2 separate regions of the Ovis canadensis genome follow, and region 1 is linked to region 2. The links are chromatin contacts, called in public Hi-C maps. All regions are on one chromosome and are shown on one strand. The core of a region is the stretch at or near the end of the contact, and the rest is flanking DNA. Distances in the headings are between cores, read along the strand shown.

The links. Hi-C and Micro-C count contacts between places; a contact is called where the count stands out from the background.
Region 1: a Hi-C map of lung shows a contact between it and region 2, with 4 times the contacts expected there. The contact joins the promoter of LOC138442635 here to the enhancer-like site in region 2. A contact is called at or near these places in 2 of 2 Hi-C or Micro-C datasets (fibroblasts and lung).

Annotation. Positions count from the first base shown.
Region 1 is chr6:105,688,194-105,695,115 of ARS-UI_OviCan_v2, forward strand. LOC138442635 (growth-regulated alpha protein-like) reads left to right here and starts at 5,614. Exons shown (of 4, transcript XM_069594357.1): 1 at 5,614-5,856; 2 at 5,936-6,059; 3 at 6,173-6,256. The coding sequence starts at 5,769.
Region 2 is chr6:105,312,620-105,319,705 of ARS-UI_OviCan_v2, forward strand. No RefSeq gene overlaps it. Among named protein-coding and RNA genes, the nearest start is that of RASSF6, 23 kb to the left of the region's middle. Within about 2 kb of position 5,677, the one cell type or tissue checked has open chromatin away from gene starts, as enhancers often do. A contact at or near this core is called in fibroblasts, where this site is marked.

The sequences.
Region 1 (6,922 bases), core at 4,364-6,863, 380 kb after region 2:
GATCAGGCTGCTTTTCTCTGTGCTGGCTTCATTTTAGGCAAGCTCTTCTCAAGCGCAGATGAAGTTTTAAATTTCTGTTCTACTAGATATAACCCAACAGGAAGCAAGGGCTTTTTTATTTGTTTTTCTGAGCATTTCTTGACAAAAAGACTCCAGGGATTTTTTTCTGACTTGGCTAGGCTTAGGTCACTCATTCACTCCTGCACCTATAGAATGGCTTGTGGTTGGACCCAGACTGGAAGGACTGACCAACATCACCTTCAGTCCTCACTTCACTCCTGGAGCTTTAAAGCAGGGTCACTCTACCTGAGCTACCCAGATTGGGAGAAAGAAAAGATGCTTCCCACAGGAAAACCAAGGTTTTCCTCCACCAAAACCTCCTCCAGAAGCAGGAGGAAAGGGCTCAAGGCAGGCAGAAATGACAAATATACTAGAGACTGGACCAGGGGCATGACCCCGACCCTGACCCTGGATGAATGCTCTGGACTGAAGAAGTGGATGGATCCAGGCATTTATTGCTTCCAACATCTTCATTCTTCTCCTCTCTGTGCCAGAATCATTCTACCCAAAGTGATCATTGTGGCAAGACAGGGTTGGCAATTGTGGGCACAACTTCCCAAGGCCAGCATGAGGAGAGCAGCAGGGCACAGACCATTTCTGAAGCTCCATCATCTGGGGATACAGCACCAACTCTGGACTTTTAAAATCTTTATTTATTTGGCTGCACCAGGCTTAAAGTGCTGCATGTGGGATCTAGTTCCCTGACCAGGTACTGAACCCAGGCCCCCTGCATTGGGAGCCTGGAGTGTTAACCACTGGACACCAGGGAAGTCCCACAACTCTGGATTTTAAAGGCAGATTAGATAATGTCAATCAAACCTGGATAATGCTGTAAATATGGTAGCTCAAAATGAAATTTAGCTACTAATTCTTTTAATATAGGGTTGGCTCTATACTTTTAAAACTGGTGATTGCCTTAGTTGAAAGTTTGTGTATATACATTTGTGATTCAGCTCATAAAATGAGTAATTAGTTAGGGAAGATGTTTTTTAAAACAAGAAGGGAAGAACTGGGTTACTTTAGTAGGTTTCAGAATACTATTGCTTTTTATTTTTTAATTTTTTTCTTTTGTTTTTGGCTATGTTGTGAGGCTTGCAGAATCTTTTTTCCCCAACCAGTGACGGAACTCAGACCCTTCATAATGAAAGTGTGGACCACTAGACCATCAGGGAATTCCCACATTATTGCATTTTAAATGATCTGAAAAATAATATAGTGCCATTAAGGATTAGATTTTGAGAACTGATATATTAAAGTAGAAAAAATCTTTTGCACTTTATTTTGTAAGAAATAAATGTTCATTAAGCAATGTTTATTAAGACAATATACAAATTCTTAGGCATAAAGTTGAAGATAATTCTACAAATACAATGCTGCTTCTTGATATGGTTTATCCTTTTGGCTACTACAGTTTTGATTCTTTATTCATTCACCCTGAGTATTGGCTTATGCCAATACTTTGGTTTGGATCTGGAAAGCATTAGAGCAAAGATTCTCTGGTTTCTTAAGTTATAAAGAGAATAAATGTCTGGGTAGTCTCCAATTAATGCTGAAGGCAAAATATTTTAGGTAATAAAATATGACAAAGTGCTCAAACAAAGTCAGTAGAAAACTGTGATCCTTATTTCAGCAAATAAGAGCTGATGGTATTGCTCAGTTCGCTTCTGGGAAACTCTCAGGGTGGAGGCATTATTCCTGACCTGATTTTTGAGTTGAAGTCCACTGATTTGGAAAATCAAACCGCTAGATGAATAGATATGGATTTTATTAAATTCAAGTATATAATATTCATGACACAAAAGAAAATTCTTGTTGTCAGTGAAATAAAATACTGGAGACTCAAGTAGTTGGCTATTTTCAAGTTTTAGGAAAGGCGAAGTTGAACTATTCAACCATGAGAATAACAAAACAAACTGCCCTTGTGAAGTTAAGTGTCATTTGTTTCAGGAAAAATAAGTAATTTTTTTATTGTGAAGTGGCTAAAGCTACACTACCTGAAGCTCAAATTCTGAATTATCTTAACTCTGAGATCTTGGCAACTTATTAATAGTTTCCCTGTGGGGGAAAAATTGTGAAGAAAATAAACTGGTGACTATTTCATGAGGCAGTTAAGACTAAGTGGGTTTTACATATATGTAAAAGATTTAGAATATTGCCTATTACATCAAAGTGTTATTTATGATAGCACTTCCTGTTTACTTAGCATCTCATAAACACATAAAACATGTCAGTTACTAGGATGTTGAAGAAAAAAGGAAAGATCTGCAGAAGTTTGTTTCTTGAACAGAAGTTTAAAAGTCTTAATAACAATCTCATGTTTTCTGTCCTTTATACTTTTTTTTTTAGTTTTTTATTTTTAAATTTTAATATCTTTAATTCTTACGTGCTATAATAAGCAGATATACATTTTAATCAGAAAAATAAAATCAAATTTTTTTTTAACTTTTAAAGAATAGATATTATGTCTCTGACCCTTGAAAACATGGGGGTTATGGGTACAGTTTGAAAATCCAAGTATAAGTTTTGACTTTCCAAAAACTTAACTACTAATCACCTACTGTTGACTGGAAGCCTTACCAATGGCATAAACAGTCAATTAATACGTATCTCATTTAGTCACTACATTGTGTCTGACTCTTGAGACCTCATGGACTGTAGCCCACCGGGCTCCTCGTCTGTGGGGATTTTCCAGGCAAGAATACTGGAGTGGGTGGCTATTTCCTTCTCCAGGGGATCTTCCCAACTCAGGGAGAGAACCCGCATCTCCTGTGTTGGCAGGAGGACTCTTTATACCGCTGAGTCACCAGAGAAGCCCATATGTATTATATATTTTATTCTTAAAATAAAGAAAGCTAGAGTAAAGAAAATTAGGGCAGTTTTATTAGGAAAATTTTAACAGAAAAAATCCATTTACATTACTGTACTGTATTTATTGATACTTTAAGTTTGCCATATGTTTATAAGATGAATCATCTGTCAGTATCTCCACCAACATTGTCTTATTTAATACAAAACACTATAGATGTTATATGCACTAATAACATGACTCATCAAAAATGAAAGATAATGTAAAATTCATATTTAATTACAGATATAATGATTAATGCATTGATAACAAGGAAGCAATATGATTGCTTTGTGGTAGCTTAGTATAATTGATACAATTGCTTCACAGTAGCTTAGCCTATATTCTAATGAATGAACCACTATAAAAACCTTATGGCCAACAGTATTACAGTCATATTCATAACACAGTATTAGAAACATGGTTACATTTTTTTTAAAAATTTACCTGTGATGATAGTTTCTCCAATTGTGAAATAGAGAGGCATACATAAAACAGGAAGAAAGCTACCACATTAAGTTTATATTAAATATCACTCACCTTATATCTATGTAAGAACAGACTAGTATTTACATGGATTCTATCCATTCATGACATAGCAACTTTTTCCTAGTTTTTTTTGACATTTCTAGGCTACATGGTTAGCCTGCAAGTTTTTTTTTTTTCAAATTGCCACAAATCTCCAAAATTTTTTCCAATATGTTTATTGAAACAAGTCTGTGTATAAGTGGACCTATGCAGTTTGAGCCCATGTGGTCCAAGTGTTAAGTGTTGTTGTTGTTCGGTGGCTGTCATGTCTGACTCTTTGCAGCCCCATGGACTGCAGCATGACACCCTTCCCTGTCCTTCACGATCTCTCAGCGTTTGCACAAACTCATGTTCGTTGAGTCAAGTGTCAAGTATATTTCCAATTAAGAATCCCAGAAAAATAAAAATAACAACAGTATCTAGGCAAATTCTCAATTATTGCTAAGTGACTCATATTTAATAAGCTTTAGGTCATCTTTCATTCCCTACTCTTTTTTAAAAAAATTAAATTTCCTGTTCTTTATCTTAGGACTATACTGACCAAAAAAAATGTAAAGACAAATCTTTATTATAGTCTAGTTATTCTTAATCTTTTCTAATAATCAAAATGAGAGATCTTCACTTTTCACATTTTGTAGTTGAAATGACTAAAACTAGAATTATAAGATTACTCAACAAACTAGATACCAAAAAATGTACTCTGTTTTCTCTTAAAAAATATGCAAACATTTTATGTTGGAAGAGTTTTTATTTTTACTTTGTTTTTTTTTTCAATAATTCTTTTCTCTTTGTGCAAAGATTTTATCCTGATTAATTTCAGCTTAGTAATATGGAAAAAGCAATTTCCATTTTAGTTTTTAAAAAATTATTTATAGCATTTAATATGTACAGGTGTTTTCAAATGCTAATACATTTATTCACGGTAATGCTGGTTAAAGTAAATATTACAGTTCATCTCTATTTTACAGATGAGAAACTAAGGCACAGACAATTAAATGCCATGGATCAGTATTTCCGAGAGCTGAAATTCCTGCTTTGCAGCCTGGATCAGAGACCTGCTCTGTGTCTTTACCCACCCTTCCAACCTCCCCTCCCCTCTCTTGCTTACCACTTGCTTATCCCCTCACTTTTAACAGATCTGCATCCAGAATCACTCCTAAATATCTGAAACCTACCTGAGCATAATCCAACAAAGGACATTAAAACTAAGGGTGAAAAATAAACTACACAATTATGATGTCTTCAATCAACTGCTTGAAGTGTCTTTTTAGAAATCAGTACAAATAAAATATGACAACAATTATTTCTCTGGAAGGAAATCAAATCACTGGAAGCAGAATAGTCCATATAAGATGAAGATAAAATGAGATTTGTGACCATCAGACAAGTAAATGGTATGACATTCATGATTTTAGCTCTTAGATACTTCACAGGAACACCCGTTTTTTTGGTTAGAAGAGTGAAGGGTGCTACCCTCACTACTGGCACTAGGCATTCCTCGCCCCCGCGCCCCGCCCCCCCCCCAACTCCAATTCCTGTGACTTATTTTGTTCTTGAACAAAACTAGAAACTGAACCCGGACACACCTTTCTCTCCCTGGAATAGGTCCAAATGACCACTTGTCCCTTAGTTCACGGATTAATCAAATCAACACACTCTACGCAAAAAAAAAAAAAAGCTGGTATTCATGAATCTACTCGAGGTCTGGAAGTTCCAGAATTTCACCGGGGAAGGAAGCTTTGTAGGATTGCGACACTTTAGTTGCAATGTAAACACAAAATTAAACTTTTGATACTGGTCATCCCCTCACTACTGCGGGGATAATATGACATGAGGTGTGATTTATTTGTGCTCGTAAAATACCGGGAAGTAAGAGAACATTCTCACGCATAATTTGAGATGATCTGTCCTTTAAGAGTGTACTTATGCAGACGTGGATAAAATCATCAAGTCCCAAGACACTTAAGTGTAAGTAACACGTGGAAAATCAGTTCTCTCTGGGTCCCTCCTCCCTGGCCTTAATTCCCTCAATCTTAATAACTAACGTTTGTCACTATGCCTGTCTCCTCTAAGATGTGACAACACTTCTTGCAAGGCGACTCACCCTCCGGTGGGGATTTGGGTACGTGGATGACACTCTGAGTGCGCAGATTACGCTTGAGGCGGGCGGGGCCCCCTTCCTTCCGGACCGGGAATTTCCCTGGCCCCGGGGCTGGCAACTCCCTTCTGATCAGGATAAAAGGGGTTCACCCGGCTCGGGGAGCCACAGAGTCCGCTCAGCCCGCGCTCCCGCCAGCCTTCCCGCCGCAGACACAGACCCCCAGAGCTGAGGCCCATGGCCCGAGCCGCGAACCCCGCCGCCCGGCTCCTCGGCGCCGCGACGCTGCTCCTGCTCCTGGTGGCCGCCGGCCGGCGCGCAGCAGGTGAGACCCGGATCCCCAGGGCGGGACCGGAACGGGTGCCCGTGAGGACAGCCCCTAACCCACTCTGTCCTTCCCGCAGGGGCGCCCGTGGTCAACGAACTGCGCTGCCAGTGCCTGCAGACCGTGCAGGGGATTCACCTCAAGAACATGCAGAGCGTGAAGGTGACGCCCCCGGGCCCCCACTGCGGCCAAACCGAAGTCATGTAAGTGTCACCTCTGTTGCTGTCCTCGTCATCACCACCCACCGTGCCGATGCCCCCACCCCACCCCTCAAATGGACCCCCCGCTTCACGTAGATTCTTCCTTCTCTCTGCAGAGCCACTCTCAAGACTGGTCAGCAAGTGTGTCTCAACCCCGCCGCCCCCATGGTTAAGAAAATCATCGATAAGATGCTGAACCAGTGAGTTGTGGTTTTTATTCATCGCCTGACTAGAGTCATTCTGCCTGCTGAAAGTTATGTCAGAGAAACCTAGGATTAAGCTGAAAGAATGAAAAAAAAATCATTATTTCAGAATTAAATTTGCCGTTAGGGTCATTAATCTGCTCTGGTGTCAGAAGGACACTTCCGCTGCCTCCTGGCCTGCTCGCTCGTGGAGTGTGGGTAAATGTATGTTTCTAAAAGATGAAGCCCCAGGGATTGAATCCCTGTCTCCTGTATTGTAGGCAGATTCTTTACCATCTGAGCCACCAAGGAGCCCAAAAGGTGAAGCAGAGTTAGCCAATGATGCTAAAATGCTTCCTATCTCTTAAGGAACAAATACCCTTTACCTCGAGTTTTTCATGAGCTTCAGACCTGAGAGGTAAAACTCTTGGGCTTGGGTCATATGGAACTCAGGCTTGGTGGTGAAGCCAGGGACTTTTCAGGGGAACGTCCCTCCCCCTGGCCTCTGCCAACACAGTGCAAGCCTAGATTCCACCCTTTACTATTCCTGTAACCCCAGGGAAAGTACTTAATCTCTTTAAGTCTCAGTAACATGGGGAATAATAGTAATAGGTATTTAATGGAGTTTACCATGTGGCTTAAGTGATGTCATGCATGTATTTTTTTTAGCTCAAGGTGGCATTA
Region 2 (7,086 bases), core at 4,427-6,926:
ATAGAAATCAGCTTGTTCACCCCTAAATACCTCTGTGTGCATATTATTAACATGATTAACTAGAGTTCATTATTTGTGTATAAACCAAATGCTATTCCCTTTTTTAGGTATAATGAAATGTGCAAATCTTACATGTTCCATTGGGCGAGTTTTGACAAATGTATTGTTTCTGCACACGCTCAGTCATGTTCACTATGACTCTGTGGACTGTAGCCCACCAGACTCCTCTGTCCATGGAATTCTCCAGGCAAGAACACTGGAGTAGATTGCTACTTCCTTCTCTGAGAGATCGCCCGATCCAGAGATCCAACCCAAGTATCTTATGTCTCCTGATTGACAGGTGGGTTCTTTATCACTAGAGCAAATTGACATACCAGGGAAAATCAACACTCTTTTTTCTAGCCATGCTGGCCTCCTGATGATCACTCAAGGTGTTTGCAATTGCTGTTTCCTTTATCCCGACATACATTCCCCCCAGAGGAGACGTGCATATGGCTTATCTTGAGTTTTTGCTGAATTGTTACCTCCATAGAGATTCCTCACTTAAAATTGCACTCCCACCCCCATGCTGGCACTGCCCATCCCTCTTGCTTGCTTAATTTCCTGCATAGAACATATAACTTATTTTTTAAACTTATTTATATATTTTTTATTGCAGTATGGTTGATTTACAATGTTGTCCTAGTTTCAAGTGTACAGCAAAGTGACTTATATATACATACACATACGAATATGTATGTTGTACGTATCTGTTCATCTCAGAGTCATAATTTATCCCTCCCCTACTTTCCCTTTTGGCAACTGTAAGTTTGTTTTCTGGGTCTGTGAGCCTGTTCCTGTTTTCTAACAGGTTCAACGATGGGTAGTCAGGGGACCCACTCTGAGAAATATTGGATTAAATATTTTGCCCAAGTTCACCATGATAAAAGCATACATGGAACAGAACCATGTCTAATTCATTGAAATATATTCTTGAGATTCTACTGTCTGCAAGCAATGTTTTGAAGGCTCTGAAGAGGCAGTGGTTCACAAAATAGATTTCAGTACCCATGCCCTTTCAACTAGAACATGCCTCCTCTTTCTAAATGAGTCTGATAAAGATTTCCTGAGATGAATGATGCTTTTTGCATTTCAGTTTCAGCCACTGTTTTTGTAAGAACCTGACAATCATGGGCATGAATGATAGGTATCAGTTTTAAAATGTAATAGCAAATAGAGAAGACTTTCTCTAAGGCAGTAGAATTAAATACCATATCAATCTAATTCACATGACGCAGTCTGATACAATTCAATGCAGCACTTTACAGCAAAAAGTGATGCGTTGTCATACAAAGCAGTATCTCACTGCCGCTGCAGGACAGGGGCCTTGGCGGCAACCTCATCTCAAGTCTTGGGTTGTGGCGCCCTCTCGTGGCAGACACTGAGACTTTTTTGTGACTGCTACAAATGCACTTTTCATTTAATGGAAAAACTGTCAGTCTAAGAATGGAAAGGAGCTGATATACAGCAGCCAGCTTTATTATGCCACAGAGGCCACAGATTAAGAGACTTGCCTAAGCTGCCACCTCAGCTAAAGTAACTAATCGTGCTGTCCATGCGATTACTTTTTTCGTTTTATTTTCATTTGTGACACATACAGAAAAAATAGTAATCAGCCTCTTCTTCAGTCTAAAGATAGGAGACTGGAATGGCAAATGCAGGAGGGTCAGAAACATATAAAGGATTAACACAACAGGAATATAAAAATAAAATATATAATGGAATATAATATAAATAGGAAAAATCTGCATCCTTTAATATATAAGCATCTTCCTTCATGGTGAGAGATCAGCTGCTCCTATGTTGTTTGGAGACAGCAAGGAGAATGTTAATGATTACAAATTCCTTATTTTTCAAAATGTACATGCATAATGTTTTCAAATCATATTTATTGAACACCTACTGTGCTTCAGGTTCAAATGAAATACCACCCCCCCCCACACACGCACACACACCCCGCTAAGCAATTTCATCTGAACAGTAGGCTCCTTTTCCTCCCTCACATCTTCGCTGAGGATGATGAAAGCTTTCTTGGTGCCAGGCACTGCGCTGAGTACCAGTGAAGCTCATGGTCATGGGCTGACTCTCATTTCCTTTGGCAATGTGTCCTCTGATTGAATATGGTGTTTTACAGCCTCCCATACCACTGGAGCAAACTCAGGTGATCCACTTAGGTGCCTCTTGGCTCAGTTTTTATGGAAAATAGACAAGGATAGTAATTCTGCTTTGAAAAAATCCTGGTGCTCAGGGCTTTTGGTATTTTTGAGAATGGATATCTGAATCACATCACCAGAAAGCCTCTGAGACAAGCAGAGATGTCAGCTAAAGGAGATACAAGGAGATAAAACCAGCCAGTCCTAAAGGAAATCAACCCTGAATATTCATTGAAAGGATTGATGCTGAAGCTCCAATACTTTGGCCACCTGATGCGAAGAGCTGACTCCTTGGAAAAGACCCTGATGCTGGGAAAGATTGAAGGCAGGAGGAGAAGGGGATGACAGAAGATGAGATGGTTAGATGGTACCACTGACTCAACAGACATGAGTTTGAGCAAACTTTAGGAGATGGTGAAGGACAGGGAAGCCTGGCGTGCTGTGGTCCATGGGGTCGCAAAGAGTCAGACGCGACTGAGCGACGGAACAGCAGCCGTGGATAATGGAGGCGGGAGACCACGTTAGTCACAGTGATGGGGACCATAGTTCTTTCCATTTCATTTCCTTGCCCAAGTTTCCCCTAGGAAGAAAGATCCCAAGGTTTGTGGAAGAGCTGCTCCTTGTATGTACGTAAGCAAGTGGATCCCAACAGTGTGGAGTGGCCTGCAATCCCACTGGACATGGCTGTGCCCTGGTTTCTCCTTCGTCATCTCAGACACTGGAGTATTGTGAGCAGATGGCCTTCAGCTCAGACCCTTCAGCAATTGCCTCAGCTGCTGAGGCGACCTGCTGAGGGGAGCTGATCTCACCCAAGGTCATGTCCTTCCGGGCCCTGCCCACATCCACTGACTGATAAAGAGATATAAAGACCCATTGGACTAGAAACAGGACAACTCTGATGGACCATTGCAGCCCCAGAAATGATCACTTAAGTTATGCCTTATCATTTAAGCTATGCCTTCGATAATTTATTTAAAGTTTCTCTTATTGTTTGAAATGAAGATACTATTAAATTTTAATTCTTACTAGTAGTTGAATGGTAACATCTTAAGCATGTAATTCTTCTCTTTCTTAAAGATTATTTACATAGACTAAATCCCTATGATCAGCCTTAACAACTCAAAGCACAAGTATATTTTTATACCTCCTGACTTCTAGGGCCTAATTGTTTTTCAAAAGGGCCATGAAAGTTTACAGAGGCATACATCTAAATATATGTTTCTGTATAGCTCACACCTTGCAAGTATTTCCAGCTCGGGTATTTGAGGACTCTTAAAAATTCTGCCCAGTTTTTCTTGGCATAAAGAAAATTTATTTGGCTAACTTTGAAATTTTGTGCTGATGATGTCGAAAAAATTTATCCAAATTTGAGTGATGAGGATGAGAGATTTTATCAGTTTGCTCCACTGAAAGTTGCTGTTAATTTGATGAAACCAACCAGTTCCTTCTCATTCACATTATAACTTTGGGCTTACAAATCTCCTTCTCAGTCTTTTTTTTTTTTTTAATCTGTTTCATGTTTACTAGGGAGAAGTATTTTATATGGTTTGTTGCTGAAAAGCTCACATGGTTTTAAGAAAGAGAAAAATCTGTCCTGAAACTCCAGAAGCTGGGCTCATACTCCCAGCGAGACCTTCACGTTCTTTTAAAATAAACAATTTCACAGAACAGTGACATCAGACAAGCCGCTCTGTGATCATGATGGGTCCAGACACAAACAAGACCGTAACCACAACTGAGCACAGACTAAACCATGAAAATGGAGTAAGCCACAAAAAATAATCGGCTATTCCCACATCCAGGCTGATGAGCGTGCCTGTGGCTTCTTTACTCCTTACTGTTTTAGCCTAACTCTAGTCATCCCTCTGTTTAGGTTGATTTATTAAGAGACCCAATCATAAAATTAGGGCTTCTTTGGTAGCTCAGCTGGTAAAGAATCCGCCTGCCATGTGGGAGACCTGGGTTCAATCCCTGGGTTGGGAAGATGTCCTGGAGAAGGGAACGGCTACCCACTCCAGTATTCTGGCCTGGAGAATTCCATGGACTGTGTAGTTTATGGGGTCTCAAAGAGTTGGACACCACTGAGCGACTTTCACTTCACCTCACTTTAATCATAGAATTGCCCCACTTCCTAATAACATCCAACCTAAAGCAAAGCCCTGCTTCCTAATCCTCCCCAAATCACCTAACACAAGCCCAAAATCTAAAAGAAATTCTTCTGAATGAATGCCATCTTCTTGTGAGTTCACCCTCCAAGGTGTGAGTTCTGTCTCACACAAGGAGAAGTACACACTGCTTGTTCAATCACAGTGGATTCCCAGTGAAGGGTGTGATACCTTTACTTCAACTATTGATCATCTCAACTTAACTTGATTAGAACTTGCAGACAAAGGTTGATTTATCTTACCCTAGCTTTTCAGGTTGGGGCTTCCCAGGTGGCCCAGTGGTAAAGAACATGCCTGCCAACGCAGGAGACTTAGGTTCAATCCCTGGGTCAGGATGATCCCCTTTGCGACAGTCCTGCTGCTAAGTCGCTTCAGCCATGTGCACCTCTGTGCGACCCCAAAGATGGCAGCCCACCAGGCTCCCCCATCCCTGGGATTCTCCAGGCAAGAACACTGGAGTGGGTTGCCATTTCCTTCTCCAGTGCATGAAAGTGAAAAGTGAAAGTGAAGTCTCTCAGTCATGTCTGACTCTTAGCGACCCCATGGACTGCAGCCTACCAGGCTCCTCCATCCATGGGATTTTCCAGGCAAGAGTACTGGAGTGGGGTGCCATTGCATTCTCCATGGGGTCGCAAAAGAGTTGGACATGAGTTAGCAAGTAAATAGCAGCAACAGCAGCAGCTTTCCAGGTTAACCTCCCTGTGTGTGCTAAGCCTCTTCAGTTGTGTCCGACTCTTTGGGACTCTGTGGACCATAGCCCACCAGGTTCCTCTGTTCATGGGATTTCCCAGGCAAGAATACTGGAGTGGGTTGCCATGCCCTCCTCCAGGGTATGTTCCTGACCTAGGGATGGAACCTGCATCTCTTACATCCCCTGCATTGGCAGGCAGGTTCTTTATCACTAGCGCCATCTGGGAAGCCCTAACGTCTCTAATTTATACAACATTTTCTCTCCTGATTCCTCAATCTTTCAGTATTCTTTTCTTTAGACAAATAATAGATCAACAAAATGTTAAATGCTTGACAACCTTACTCATTCCCAAGTGTTTGAATAAATGAGTGTGGCATTTGTTTATTTATCATAGAAACATAGAAACGCTTATGGAGAGATGACTGTTCAGATTCTGTTTGGCTTGGTGCACGTCTTGCCATTTGCGTGTCAGGTATTTTGAAACTTTGTGGTTTCCTCTGAGCCACCTCTCTGCAGGTAAGTAGAAAGATCCATGGGGCACGAAGGGAAGGCCAAGGGGAAGTGTGCGGAGATGTAGAGGCTGTAGAGGCCTCTGTCATGATCGCAAGGGCTGTGTCAGGGGGCTGACCTGGGGCAGCCAAATTCCCAGCTGTCAACAAGTGAAGTCAGTGGAGAACCTGAGTCATGCTCCATATATGTAAGGTTTTGAATTCCTAGAGGAAAATTTCATGGGGGAAATGGCTTTGAACAAAATGAGAAGCAGTCTGTTTGGTCATGTTTTATTTCTCAATATGGCTTCCTGTCCTTCGACTAAAAGGTACCTATGACTGATAACATTTTCCTCCAAATTCTCAGAAGATGAAGCTTGTTTTCCTTGAGTTTGACCTAATGTGTATTTCACATAGTTACACAAGTTGGTGAATAGTACTATGATTGACTCAGCATGAACGCCTTTATTCTTCTGAACTTATCATAATGAATTTCAAATGACAAAATCTGCATGAGCTGCATAAAAATGATCTGATCACTGCTTGGGTCTGGAGAGAATTCTATATCTTTTACTCCAAGAAAATGTCCACAAGGAAGCCCTTATACTATAGCACGTAGAAAGTAAATCCTTCATTTAAAATAATTTCAAACACCAAAGTAGAAAGTGCTGGTTATTTACCAATGATGAGCTTTCAGTTGCAGAAAACCCGAGTCAGTGAGATTTAAACAATAATGTGGATTTATTGGCTCATGCAACTGAAAGTCAAAGGACAATCCCGCATCAAACATGTTTTGGTTAAGACTGCTCTTCATTCTGGCTTTATCCCAAGCTGGAATATCACCCACAGTTACAAAGATGCATGATCACAAAGGGGGACAGGCTTCCTTGTCCATTTCCGGGGTAGAAAATGGCACTTCTCACCTTACCAAATGATACTTCCTATTTTTTCACGCAGATTGAACTAAGATACATTGACCATAGTTGCAATGGATATGAGAATAGGCTGCTTGACCATCACCTGGACCTGGAAGTGGCTAAATCCCCTTTCACATCATGGTTACTGTGTAACTGCTACATGCTTACTACAGGTATTTCCTTAAAGGAAAATCAGAGATTTAATGGGTAGGGGGAACAAAGGGAATAGATGCTGGTCAGGTCTGTCCAGGACTTTGCGTTTAATTTCCCTATTAGAAATGATGGGCTTCCTTGGTAGCTCAGCTGGTAAAGAATCTGCCTGCAATGCAGGAGACCCCAGTTCGATTCCTGGGTTGGGAAGAACCTCTGGAGAAGTGATAGACTACCCACTCCATTATTCATGGGCTTCTCTGGTGGCTCAGACAGTAGAGAATCCACCTGTAATTTGGGAGACTTGCATTCAGTCCCTGGGTTGGGAAGATCTGCTGGAAGAGGGCATGGCAACCCAGTCTAATATTCTTGCCCAGAGAATCCTCATGGACAGAGGAGCCTGGTGGGCTACAGTCCATTGGTTTGCAAAGAGTCAGACATGACTGAGCAATTAAGCACATTAGAAGTAATATCTCATTTTAC